Linked DNA regions of Mus musculus: region 1 is linked to region 2. A link is a contact called in public Hi-C data. All regions are on one chromosome and are shown on one strand. The core of a region is the stretch at or near the end of the contact, and the rest is flanking DNA. Distances in the headings are between cores, read along the strand shown.

Region 1 (7,136 bases), core at 4,302-6,801, 300 kb before region 2:
ACTCTGTGGATTAGGGAACACAGTGATTTTCTGCTCATAAGCACCATGAGGACTTTATTAATCCAAGGTATTTGCTAGTAAAGTAGATGGGGAAGTTGGCAATAATCAAGGTTTTTATGGAACATGAAAGAACTTGAGTGTCATTGTTGACACGGTGGAGATTTGGTAAATGGCTATGGTCCGATGAGTGGTGTTTGCCATGTCGTGCGGTTGAAGAGAAGAGATCCTTCCCCACCCAGACACATTTCTGTGGGTATTTTCTGTTAAGAGAATATATGGGCCTGGAAGAAATGGCTCCCTGGGGTACGGTTCTACATGTACAGGTATAAGGACCTAAGATCAAGTCCTCAACAAACATGGTTATATGTGCATGTGTAACCTCAGTGCTCTGAGGAGGCAGACAGAGAGCTCAGGGTTGCAGCCCAGTTCCTGATTCAGTGACGGACCCTATTTCTAAGGAATAAAGCAGAGACTGATAGACCCTGTTCTCCTCTGGCCTGTGTACAGATATATACCCAGCTGCATATGTGCACATACACACACACACACACACACACACACACACACACGGTGGGGGGGGGGCAAGGTGAGAGGGAGGGAGAAAATATGTCTTCAACCCCCTAGAAGCAATTCTATAAACTGAAATATAAATTTCAATTTTATAAATTACTCTTCAAGAGGGGAGGGAAAGACTTGTCCATATGTATATTTTGCCCTGGAATTTGCAAAGAAACCTTCTTTAAAATGGACTCAGAAGATGGGTGTAGGGGCGTTGCCAATGTGGCTGAGTTCTGTGTTTGGAAATGTGTTGCTGATGCACATGATGAAAGAAGAGCCCAGATGACCCTAACTCTTCAGGAAATGCAACCATCTATATCAGTCTTATCTCTGCTCTCAAAATGCTCTCAGAGAGTAAAACAAAATGGCCCTTGGTATACTCTCTCCGTTTTGTTTTTTTAAAGATTGCCTAGTAATTTTTAAAAAGTGCAAAAGATGTGTCTGAGATTTCCTTTTCAATTCTGGGTGTCAGTGTGTGTGTGTTTGTGCTTGCATATTTGATTGTGTGCATGTGTGAGTGAGTGTGTGCATGTGTATCTGTGTACAGGTGAGCCAGAATGACATTGAATGCCCTTTCTTCTGTCCCTCTCCACCTTGTTTTATGGAACAGAATCTCTTGGTACGTGTGGAGTTGGCTGATTGACTAAACTAGCTGGCCAGTGAACATGGATGAACAGTGAACATCTCCCCACCCCACCCCTTTAACCCCACCTTCAGTGCAAGGATTGTGGGTGCATACTGTCACATCAGTAATAGATATGTGGGTGCTGGGGATCCAAATTTACGATTTTTGTTTGGAGCGATGCAACTCAATTTAACACATCCAGTATAATGCTCCATGAGAATAGATTCACCCAGTGCTGCTTAGTCTATTTAACACATCCAGTCCAACTCAATGTAACACATCCAGTATAATGCTCCACAGGAATTGGTCCTCCCGTGGTCTGCTTACTGTATTTGTTGTTGCAGTTGCTTTTCGAGGGACTGTGTTGGTGAATGGCTCTTCTCCTTTCTTGAGACCTCTTTATCATTGTTTCTAGTGCATTATTTCCCAAGTTCAGAAGATGACATTTCAGTAGAAATGAGTTTTGTAGGACCACATTGGTCCCTTGACATGCAAGCAGACCCATTCCTAAGTGCCAACAGCCCTTGCCTGGTGGTTGCTGGACTCTCTGAACATTGGAAATGATCATGGATCCTTGTCCACAGGCCTCAGTGGCTGCCCAGCTGTCCTTGAAGGGAAAGGAAAACATGGAGCAGAATTGTGTCACAGATCACTCTGTTACTCCGTATGTTAGCAATTTTATTGTGGTCTCTTTTATTTCCTTTTCAATTTGAGCCTGGGCCGTTTTGTGAAGGAATGTGAATAGAGGCTCAGGGTCAGGAGCTGCCAGGAATGTACTGAGAGCAGTTTTCTGGCTCTCAGAAGGTGGCCCCCAGGCAGCCTGCAAGAGCCCAAGACAGGAGGGATTACCCTGACCACGTTGGGGACCAGGTCATTGCTCTTCGTCTTGTTTAGTGTGCAAATGGAAAAAGGGAGCCCCTTGGTTACTGGGTGGCCAGGTCTCTGGACACACTGACCTCTGCCAGAGGAGACTGAGCAAGGGCTGGGGGTTCAGGGCACTGGTGCCTGTGGCTGTCAATCCTGCTGCCCTGCTGGCCTGTGGACAGGAACATGGGTCCTAGCAAACAGGCAGAGAAGGCACCTTTCGGGAACTTGGCAAAGGCCTCCCTGTTCACTTTGGAATGTTTCTTTCCTTGAAGCCAGTGCTGGATCTTGGGTCTGTGCTGCTGACGTTTTAGAACATGAGAAAGAGCCGCGGCAGGAGCCAAGTATCTGCCAGACTGTGTCGGGAGAGCCTTTATCATTTCTGTCAGATACATCACAACTCGCTTGTCTTACCATACATCTTCCTAAATGTGACAGAATATTCAGCTGTTATTAATTGAATACTCTCTAATTTAACTGCTTAGCGGGAGAAAGAGTGACTGGTTTGTTTCAACACGTAAAACTGGCATCAACCTGTATGTGGCTTTCAGTTCAGTTGCATTGCAGGGACTGGAAGAGTTATTATTGTCTATTCACATGGCATGGCTACCCACGTTTTGCTAGAGTGGCTAAAATTCAGTTTATTGTTCTAAAATAGAGGGTGCTGTGGGAAAGAGAAAGGGAAAGAAGGAGAGATTACAAATGAACACACGTGAGTTTATGGGCTATTGTTATTATTGTTATCATCATCATGATGATTTCAGCCTGTTGTGCTCATATGTCACAACCTTTGAAATAGCTCAACACACCTGGATGGTGACACACTAGGGAGCTCTCTCTCTCTCTCTCGCTCTCTCTTAAGCTTAAAACACTGTACTTGGATATTCTGCCTTTGCCTTTCTAACAATTAAAATACACAGAGCCTCACATTACATCACTGTCCAGCTACCGTGATGTTAAAATGTCAAAGCCATCCCGACGAGACTAAGAGTTTTAGAGATAAGATTTTAAGAGACTAAAGGTGGATTTGGGCATAGGGGATACAGCTTGCCTCTCACCAGATCTTTGGTAAAAGAACAAGAAACTTGTCCATCTACCCTCTTTCTCTCAGCTACCCTAAGAAACATAACTGACTGAAGATCCCTTGTCATCCAATTTACGCGAGCCAGAGATCCTACAGAACTTGGGTGAATTTAAACAATACATTTATGGATACACAATTCTATTCCTTTAAAGATAAAAGGTGCACTCTGCTTCAAACTACATTAACATTTATTATCTTTTTCCTCAACAAAATGGATTTGAAGCATGGTAATAAGTAGAAGCCGGACTGGGCTTGGATAGAACACAGTAAATGAAACAAAACAAAGGGCGGTGTCCCTAACTGCCACAGAGGTCGCAGGGCATGCTTCAGCACTTTGCAGAGATGGATGAGAACTCTAAGGCTGAGGACAGGAAAGAGCATACCTACAGTCCTTTCAATCGCCCATCATGGGACTATTAGCTTGAGCGTTCTGGAAAATATTATTACCCCCAGGGCGCCATGTAACTCCCCGGCTCCTGACAAGCTGCCAACATGGCTTTCTCTGGGCTGCAAAGTTGGAGCTCCTCTGGCAGGCTGCCAGGGTTTTAAGAAGGCTCTGGGGGCCCAAGGTGCCTCCTGGTGCCAGTCAGCATTCATTGAAAAACCCAATTCAGAGGGGAAAAGGCTCCCTTGCTTCATCCATTGCACAGAGGCGAGCTGGCATCTAAGGAGCGTGTATGCTGGCACACTGCCCCTGGTTTTAGGGGCTGGCTTTTGCTGTGGATGGCATGGAGAAGGGGATTATTTGCACTGTGGCTTTTGATGTAAGCCATCATTGTCATATCATATGAATGGCAGTGCACAGGGATGGCTGATCACAAAACCTGGTCTGCTGTCCCTCCGCACGCACATTGTCCTATGAACCCCAAGTCTTTCCTACAAAAGACTTTTCTAGATTTTTTTTCTCCCTTTGTAATCTTATGGAAAATAGCGGCCTGAGATAGAAGCTTAATTTTTCTGTTAAGGAAAAGCTCATTTTAATTTGAGCACCGCAAAACATGTTAAAAATTGTAAGTTTTCTTTCTTTCTTTCTTTCTTTCTTTCTTTCTTTCTTTCTTTCTTTCTTTCTTTCTTTCTTTCTTTCTTTTTTTCTTTTCTGAGAGATAATTTACAGGTTTGTGTCTAGAGAGGCTGTGCACATATGCTCTAACTTGCAGTTTCTTGCTCTCTGCTGCGATTTTTAAAAAGATGCACTTGGCTTCAAGATCTCAAGATAGCCTAATGTCACCTACAGGGTTATGGTAGTGCATGACATCAATTGTATAGTTCAAGATAGGAGTTTATGTAGTGGGAAAATCACTGCTGTAGATTTGACTCACGAGAGGGAAACAGATTGGATAATTCCTGGTGTATTTCTTGGCTCACTAAGTTCAAGGCTTAAGGGGAAATGGAGGACGGAAATGTGGGTAACATACATTATGATTCTGTGTACAAAGATACATCTGCGTTTAGGCTTTTGATATGTAAACCAAAAGGATGCACTGTGGGATTGAGAGAGTTTCTAACACAGTCAACAGCAACGTGAAAGTCATATGATCCAAACGTCAGTGTTTAAATCTGGGTAACGACCGTCTCAGTGAGAATCGAGCTTTGATATTATATGCCAGAACTTATTGATGTGTTCAACTATCTTAGCTCTGCTACACAGTGCCACAGTGCGAAGTGTAGGTAATTTGAAGCTCAGGGTGTAGAGGATTACTTAGCAGTCAAGGCGAACAATTCTTTCTAGGATCCTGTCTAAGATGGCAGAGTCCACTGCCCCCCACGCCCCACGCCCCCCCGAACTAAGAGTTTGGTAGAGGAATATATATAAGATATATTGGTTCAGGAACACAGAACATGGTAGAAGGTATGTACCATGATGTTGATGGGATGGCCAAGACTTTAAAAGGTCAAGTTCACAAAGGATAGAGAAGAAAAGCCAGGAAATGCTGTAATTTTCACACAGTTCTCACGATGGGAAAGTTTTGAAGTAAAAAGCCTTTCGGAAGATAATGTTTGAGCCCCAATATCGAAGCCTGAACTTATTCACTGAAGATTCATATTTTTAATTAACGACTAAAGTTTGACCAAATTAGGAATACTCAAAGGGCTGATCAAAAGAAGATAAACAGCAGCCAGCCACCCCGAAGTCACCTTTGAACTTTGAAAATCTGCTGTTATCTTACCGGCCCTTTTAATCATAGAAACTATATTACCGTTTAGCGTGCTTGGCCAGTGAAGTCAGCATGCCCCACCTGTTGTCGATTGAGTGTTGAGGGGGAGAGAAAGGTTTCGTGAGAGGCGTTTGCCAAGCTCATTGAAGCCTTGTTTTTGTAACCTCTAAGTCATGCTCTTCGTATTCCATAACCCAGCACATTTCCATTAGGGTGACCACACTAGGTTGCGTTGACCCGGGAAGACTTGCTGGGCTTTGTCAAGCACCAGGCTGATTCACGCTGCAACGCAAGGCCATAGTTAGCTTCTCTGTGGGCTGCCCATGGTGAACCTTCCAATCTGATAGGATCCAGTAAATATTCGGAGCTTTTTTTAGTGTTTCTCACTAAAACATTTTTACTGTTGTGATTGAACGCTGTAGGCCATGGCTTTGGAGATAATTAGACTTCAGGGGAGGCAGAACAATGGAAAGTATCTGAATTTTCACTTACAGACGAGTGTTCTCCAAACCTTCCAGTGGTCCCTGAACATCCTTGACCATCTCCAGCTCCTGGTCGCATGGCACTGTACATCTTACAACAGTTTTTCTTGAGTCCTCTGATTTTACCATCTCAAACCTTCATCATTTTCTTCCCTCGACGAGTCTCTGATCTGTGAGTTGGAGCCTTGCGTTCACAAAACGCTGTTGGTTATTTTTACCACTTCGGTGGCCGCTTCAGACAACCGCCGTTTTCCTTGTTCATTATTGCTTAAATATATCAATGCATGGTGTCACAGCTTATGGCTAATAAAACTCCCACTCTGAGCGACTGCAGTGTGGCTTCGTGGGAACTGACATCCTGAGCTGCAGGCGGGCTCTGGACAGGCAGGTTTCCTATGTGACCTGATGCCAGGGATTGATTCTGGCTCTGCCGAGAGAGGAGGCCATAGGAGAGATGATGCAAGGTCCCTGCTTAATTGTCCCTGGCACAGGCTGGGAGGAAGGTGATTGCTGGTGCTAGTGGTTGCATGGAAGCCTGCTTGCTCATACTGCCTGCCTTTTTTCTCTATCGATATACCACAGCCTTGCTGGAACTTCTATACTTGGCCAGTCAAGGGACTATGCATGACAGTCAAGGGAGTTCTAATACATAATTAGACAGTGCCTTCTAAAGTGTGGTAGTAGATTATGTCCCTACCCCTTAATACCAGTAAGCAGGAAGCTTGAAACGAAGATCTTTTGTAGGCAGTCAATCCTATAGGAATATATTAAGTACCTACTGTGTTCTCTGGGCACTGTACCTAGCATACAGTAGGTACTCAGTCAGGGCCAGGCCTAATGCAAGTGAAGAGAAAGTAAAGTTTTAAAGCGGAGCAGCTAAAACCTCTGCTCAGCAGCAGCTAGGATAATGTACACTGGATGTGAAAGCGACGGCAGGCCCAGTCTCTCCATTCTGAGTAATTGACTATATGCATAAAAAAAAAAAACCAACAACAACAACAAAAAAAAAACAACCCATGTGGCTTATAGGCTTTTGTTTAATGTTTTTCATACCACAATACATTAATTTTCATAGAGAGCATCAGTTCAGTGTAACTTGCCGTGTAACTTCACAGGGGAGAGGATGGTGACAGAGGAAACCATTATGCAGGCCACCAGTTATAGCTTGATTTGGCTGAGCCCAAATACCAGAACCATCTAGCAAAAACCACACCTAAGATGGTCCATGCCAAGCCCTGCCTTGATATGTGGCACTGAGACAGGGTTGGTTGGTTGGTTTTGCTTTGTTTTTTTAAGGTGGAGGGAAGAGAGCCACTTTCTCCTTTCTCTGATGTCACCAAGTCTAATGCACAGGAAAATGCCAGGTG
Region 2 (6,651 bases), core at 3,620-6,119:
AAATAATCTTCTGGTTGGGGGTCACCACAGCATGACTAACTGTATTTAAGGGGGTTGCAGCATTAGGAAGGTCGAGGACCACTGCAACATTGTGTACAATCCAGGTTGTCAGTTGTACTGGGCTTTGAAAACACCAGATCTAGGGTAGAAATACTTGTTTGAGAAAGGAAGGTCACAAGTTCAAGGTAACAAATACCAATTCACAACCCACACAGTGGAGTATTGGGTTGAGTTTATTCACAAAGAAAGGTTGGGACTTGAATCTTCAAAGGCCTTACTGATAAAAGACAAGTTCCAGACAGTAATAAAACATAATGCAATAGCTACGATCCACCATGCAGAGGAGAGAAGAGGAAAATTAAAATTGTTTTTTTTTTTTAAAAAAAAACACAATATGCACAGGAAAAAATGGTCGACATCACAGAGAATTTATTTGGTGAGCTATCGATTCTGGTTCTTTGGCAAGCATGTTTTAAAAGTCTTAGAGAAGTTTGAACTCACCATGAGAATTGGAAATGTTAGCAACATCAAAAACCAACACCTCTACACACACACATAAATATTCAACTGATCTTCAAAGGAAATATGACCTTAGAAATCGCAGTCGGGTAAATTCCAGCTGCACCTCTGCTCAGAAACCTGCTTCTTTGAAAAGGAAGACGATCATATTTGAACGTGGCCCCTTTTCAAACTCTGTCAGGTATAAAGGCGGGAAACGATGACACAAAAGCTTAATTGGGTCTTTAAAAGTTAATCAATCAGCTAACTTGTTTTCAAAATAGCTCAGTTTTTAACGAGCTCAACTTTTTCTCCCTTGTCTGACAATCTAGGAACTTCATATGCAAATCTGATCAAGTCTCCTCCCAGATCCTTCAGTGGCTTCTCTCTGCTTTGACGTTCTTAGGATAAGACTCAGCACACCATCTGGCTTGCGTGGTTTTTCTTGGGTCCTCACCAACTTCCCACTAGCACATCGCTGGATCCTTCATCCGCCAGTGTTCCACTCTCCTCCAGGTTGCCGGACTCACAGAGCCACCTCTTCCCCAAGCTAACCCCCCACTCCTCCCCATACACATATTCAGCTCACACACACACACACACACACACACACACACACACACACACACACCACAAACACATTCACACAGTCTTAGTCTACTTAACTTCCATATGCCCGGAGCCCCAGTCAACTGTCATCAGAGCTGTCTCCCGCCTCTGAGTTCTGATCATGGTTTGTCATCATACATTCATTAGGGTGATGGTTTAATTAATATCCGCCTCCCCCTCTGGGCTACAGGCCCCCCAAGGAGTAGGAAACACACAGCCTTCTAATGGCAGCAGGCTTAGCTCAGTGCCTGGAAGAGGCTTTAGAATAAAAAAGATATGATAGAGGGGTAATGGGAAAGCCATGGAACTAAAATACAACACCAGATGTGGTAGAAACAACGGATTGCTGAGGGATATTTGATATAGCGAGACACATTTTCAGAATACTCTTTTTCTTGTTTGTGTGAAGTTCTTAAAGGATGCTCTCGATTCAAATCAGAAACATTTTCCTGGGACAGACAGAAATGTTTTAGGTCTCGGGGACCATAGCACTTCTGTCAGATAGGGGCAGGCAGAAAATATGACAGGATTTGGAGACCAGAGTATTTTGGTCTTAGCTGCTTAATATCATTGTCATGGCATATTGTAGAAGCTAGATACAGTACAGAAATAAACCTGACCGTGTTCCAGTCAAACCAGGGTTTCTAATGTTCCTTACTGTTGATATCTGAGCCGAGTATTTTCTTTTCTTTGTTTTCCAAAGGATTTATTTATTTTATGTACATGAGTATACTGTCTCTGTCTTCAGACACACTGGAAGAAGACATCAGATCCCATGGTTGTGAGCTACCATGTGGTTGCTGGGAATTCAACTCAAGACATCTGGAAGAGCAGACAGTATGCTTTTAACCACTGAGCCACCTCTCCAGGTACCCCCTTTTAAAGATTTATTCATTTATTATTTATTCATTTTATGTATAAGTTCTCTATCTGCATGTATACCTACATGCCAAAAGAGAGCATCAGATCACATTTTAGATGGTTGTGAGCAACCATGTGTTTGCTGAGAATTGAACTCAGGACCTCTGGAAGAGCCTCAGTACTCTTGACCACTGAGCATTCCAACCTCTTCTCCTCTTCATATTTTCTTGTTTCAGGGCTGTTTTGCATATGGCTTCCGAAGCAGCACCCGCGGACTTGGCCCACTCAATGCCAATAGTGTCCTACCTATTTCATTATTGACAAATGTGTGTCAGAGTGCCCCCAGACATTGCCAAAAGCTCCTTGGAGATAAAGACATGGAAGCTACAACAAAGTGCAAAAACCTTACAAAAGCCAGTCAATTTCAAGCTGGTTTCAACCATGAGCTAGCTGGGTAGATCCTAGCCTGGGAGAAAAGAAAGAATGAGGGAGACACTTAGTGGTGTTCTATGTCTGTGGAAGCTGCTGATTACCTCTGGTCTCTAGCTTCTGTGGGTGGGGCTTCTTTGGCTACTTCCTATGTCTAAAGCAGGCAAACCTTTGGAATGGAACTGGTACAGTTCTTGGGGAACAGCAGGGGCTGATGGTTTTAGATTATGAAATGACCTTCCTTTAGCAAAGGAGGCTTGAGCCATGCATAATCAATCCCTGGCCTCCGCACATCCTTGTAATCCTGCAATTAACCTGCTCTAAGCAAAGTGTGCAGTGTGAAGCATCGCAACAGATGAAATTAGAAAATAAAATAAAAGCAAATTTGGGTGTTTGTTTGTATAGTAAACATTTCAGCATCCACCACGATGAGCGGTCCACCTGGTCGTGAGCGGAGCCTCGAGCTTCCCAAGTATTTTGTCTCTGCCCTGGGCCTCTCTGCCTCCCCAGCCTGAGGAACCCAGGACCTTGAACCGTAGCTGCTTCTTCCCACTTTGCATCATGTTCCCAGTCTGTGCTTTTTACACAGCCTCCGTTTCTTCCAATAAACCTCAGAAACTGCTCTGCGCACTCATTTCACACTTATAAATGTGGATAGAAACCTAGGCGAGGAGCTGTGTGAGACACAAAAGAGACAGATTTCAATTGTGAGGGCTCCTTCCCTTGCCTGACCTCGGGCAGCTGAGGCCTCTACAGTATGTTAAGATCTGGAAGATGCTCTGAATAATAAAATGAAATAAAATAAAATAAAATAAAATAAAATAAAATAAAATAACTTTTCCAGGCTGGGAGACGACCCAGTTGCTAAAGTGCTTGCCCTAAAGGCATAGGGACCAGAGTTCGATTCTCAGAAGCATACACAGTTGGGCAGAGCAGAGGCATCAGACATGAGGAGTCCCTGGGGCTGGCGAGCTCAGCAGTGTTGGGGAATTGGCAAGCTTAGTGGGAGACCCTGCCTCAAAACTAAGGTGGAGACCAATACAACCATGAAAGTGAAGACCAAAAGCTTCCGAGCCAAAGTCTCTCGTGATCGAGAAAGTGGTGCAGAAAGACGTCCACAGTCACAAAAAAGAGAAGGGGTACATGTCACCCACTTTCTGGCAGCCCAAGGCAGGGCCACTCTGGATGTGGTCCAAATGCCCTTGGCAAGAGTATGTCCAGGAAAAACAAACTCGACCACTATGTCGTCATCCAGTTTCCCCTGACTGCCAAGTCAGCCATGTCAGACAAAGACAATGACACACTTTGTTCGTCATAGGTGCCAAGGCCAATAAGCCCCAGGCTGGGAAGAAATTCTATGTTGGAATAACCAGAATCAATCAGGCTGGCGGGGAGAAGAAGGCACAAGTCCGTCTGACTCCTGATTATGGTCCTCTAGCTATTGCCAACAAATCTGGGAGCACTTAAATGGAGTTCCAGCTCCACTGAAATCCAGTTAAATCCCGCGGATAATTCTTTACTTAAAAAAACAAAGGTTTATTTTAATTATGTGGTGTCCACCTGTTTACACAATTGATCACAGGCACTCACAGAGGCCAGAAGAGGGCACTAGATTCCTGGAGCTGGGGTCACAGGTGGTTGATAGCTGGGGATTGAACTTGGGTCCTCTGTATGAGCAGGATGCAATAGTAACCACTGAAGTTTCTTTCCAGCCCCAAAGATAGACTTGTAGTTAGAGGTGCTAGGGATTGAACCCAGGGCCCCATGCACTGAGCTACACTCCAAACAGCTATTGATCTTAACTACACATTATTCACCATGAAAACAAACAAAACAAGACATCAAAGGGAGTAACTGAGGAAGCTACTGGACATTAACCTCTGACCTACACACACACACACACACACACACACACACACGGAATACATATATACATGACCAAACACATATACACATACACAAAATAGTTTTGCTCTGATAAATAAATGAATAAAAGCATCAATGCAGTTTCTCTTGCTTGGCCCTTTCTCCATGTTAATATTAATGCTGTGTTTTACGCTGGGGAGAAGACAGTGCTGTTTGTCCCAGAGCCGGTAACGCTGGTATGGCAAACTTCAACACAGTGTGGAGTACAGCTTTAATTCTCATTCTTCAAAATTCTGCTCCTCAGATTTTTACCAAAGCTAAAGCAGTCATTTTCCCCGCGCAACTGGCCACGTCTGAAGGCTTGGCATTGAACCTTAGGGAAAACAGACTCAGGGGCCGGCTCTGACCGTGAATACAGGAGACTAGTGCCTTGCCAACACACAGGCCAAAAAAAAAAAGGAGAAAAATACAATCCCTTGTGAGGATGTGGGGGAGATGCACACCTTTTACAACAATTTGTATCACTTTTGATTTAATGTGAGAGAAATGGAATTCTCTAGTAGCCACCCCTGACGTATTTGCATGAGATTCTTGCGCCATCCAGTGGATTTCTTGTGAAATTGCATCAATCGCTTGAGCCTTAAATGTCTCTTAACCACCCTGTGTCAGTCACATTCTACTCCTTTTTGCTATTTGTATTCAACATATTGTATCTATTTGTGTAATTTTGAAATAGTCAACAAAAGTACTTATTACAAAAAAAATACAAAGGAAGTGATTTTTAAAACAAAATAAAAATTTAAATTAGTCAATTAGATAAAGCAAGGCAATCTGTATTTAAGTATGTGAATATCCAGATCTGAGTATCCTAGAACATAAAGTTCCTTGACTCTAATGACAGATAAGCTAGAAAAAGGACAGGCATTAATGCACCAGTTGGGATGGTACCATTCAGAGGTGCTGGCCGAGCCGATAGATACATCATAGTGAGAATGCCAGAAGTCAGAGTGCATTTAATCCTAACTGCCAAATGTCACAGCTTAGCAACTGCCTGAGCATTGTCAGTTGTTTTTCCTCACGATGCTGCTGATGCTCTGGCTGACTGGGAGCTGCGGCTGACTGACACTGTCCAACCTGGAGACGGGGTCATGATGCCTGTCACTAGCCAAGGAATTGATCAAAAATTTGAAATGTGAAGCATGCTTTCTGCTGAATTCACATCACTTTTACAATGCTGTAAAGTTCAGCCCTCATACACGAGACATCATAAGTCAAGGACCATCTGTCCTGGTATTGAAGGTACGGCTGGTTTTGCTGCTGTGGGGCACTTGTTGTTGTTGCTGCTGCTGCTGTTGCTGTTATTTTGTTGTTGTCGTCCTTGTTGTTGCTACTGTTGGTGTTGTTGTTGTTGTTGCTGCTGTTGGTGTTATTGTTGTTGCTGCTGCTGTTGGTGTTATTGTTGTTGCTGCTGCTGCTGTTGTTATTTTTGTTGATGTTGCTATTGTTGCTGTTGTTGTTTTTGCTGCTGCTACTGTAGCTGTTGTCTTTATTGTTATGATTAAACATTGGCCAGGCTGCTCAGTGGGTAAAGATGCATGCAGCACAAACCTGCCAATCCTAGTTTGTGCCCTATATTCCATGTAAATAAAGATGGAAAGAGAAAACCAAACTGACCTCACGAAGTCGTCTTCTGACCTCTGCGTGTTCAACACACAATAATAATGATGATGACGACGGTGATGGCCATGATGTTTTAAAAATGAAACAGTAAAAAATATCCGGTAAAGCAAAGAATTGTTTCTAGGTTCGTTGAACACTGACCTTTCGCAAAAAAAGGCATTCATGAACAAAGTTGGTGGGGACAGAACGGGGTCTCCTGAACTGCTCACTGCATCTTAGGATATCTACCAGCCTAGCCACACGAAGCCTAGCCACAGAAGCTAACAGGAAACAAAACATCACAAGTTCCTGAAGATCCCAGAGGACAGAACCTGGCAGATTCCCCGGTGACCTGGACCCTCCTGGGAGCATAAGAGTCTCTTAACCAGATGTTCTCTGTGACCTGAAGCTGTGCTATCTTCGTGTCCTTCTGTGTGGACAATGTGTTATTTTCCTTGGGATACATGAACAAATATGTATTCACTCCACATAGTCCACCAATGCCAGACCAAAGAAATCATTTCATCCAAGTCCAATTTGGTAATAATAATAACTTTATTAGAGTTACCTACAGGATCATGAGAAATTTATGGGCAGCTACTCCACCTAGGAATATCTCCATTCGCCAGAAACTGTTAACCACTTAGGTATTTCAGGTGAAGAGAGTATTCCTATCTCACAGAGTCTAGTGAGCACTTCATGAGGCTTTTGAGTTTCTTTTCCCTTTCA

What was found. Hi-C and Micro-C count contacts between places; a contact is called where the count stands out from the background.
Region 1: a contact with region 2 is called in a Hi-C map of uterus, with 4 times the contacts expected there. The contact joins two enhancer-like sites. A contact is called at or near these places in 2 of 484 Hi-C or Micro-C datasets (both in uterus) and 3 of 115 datasets of contacts at active chromatin or transcription factors (astrocytes, embryonic stem cells and fibro-adipogenic progenitors).

What each region holds. Positions count from the first base shown.
Region 1 is chr1:168,242,341-168,249,476 of GRCm38.p6, reverse strand. The region is part of intron 2 of Pbx1 (pre B cell leukemia homeobox 1); the gene reads left to right. Among named protein-coding and RNA genes, the nearest start is that of Gm51671, 100 kb to the left of the region's middle. Within about 2 kb of position 5,551, at least 19 of the 459 cell types and tissues checked have an H3K27ac peak or open chromatin away from gene starts, as enhancers often do. A contact at or near this core is called in uterus, where this site is marked.
Region 2 is chr1:167,940,344-167,946,994 of GRCm38.p6, reverse strand. No RefSeq gene overlaps it. Among named protein-coding and RNA genes, the nearest start is that of Lmx1a, 250 kb to the right of the region's middle. Within about 2 kb of position 4,869, at least 21 of the 459 cell types and tissues checked have an H3K27ac peak or open chromatin away from gene starts, as enhancers often do. A contact at or near this core is called in uterus, where this site is marked.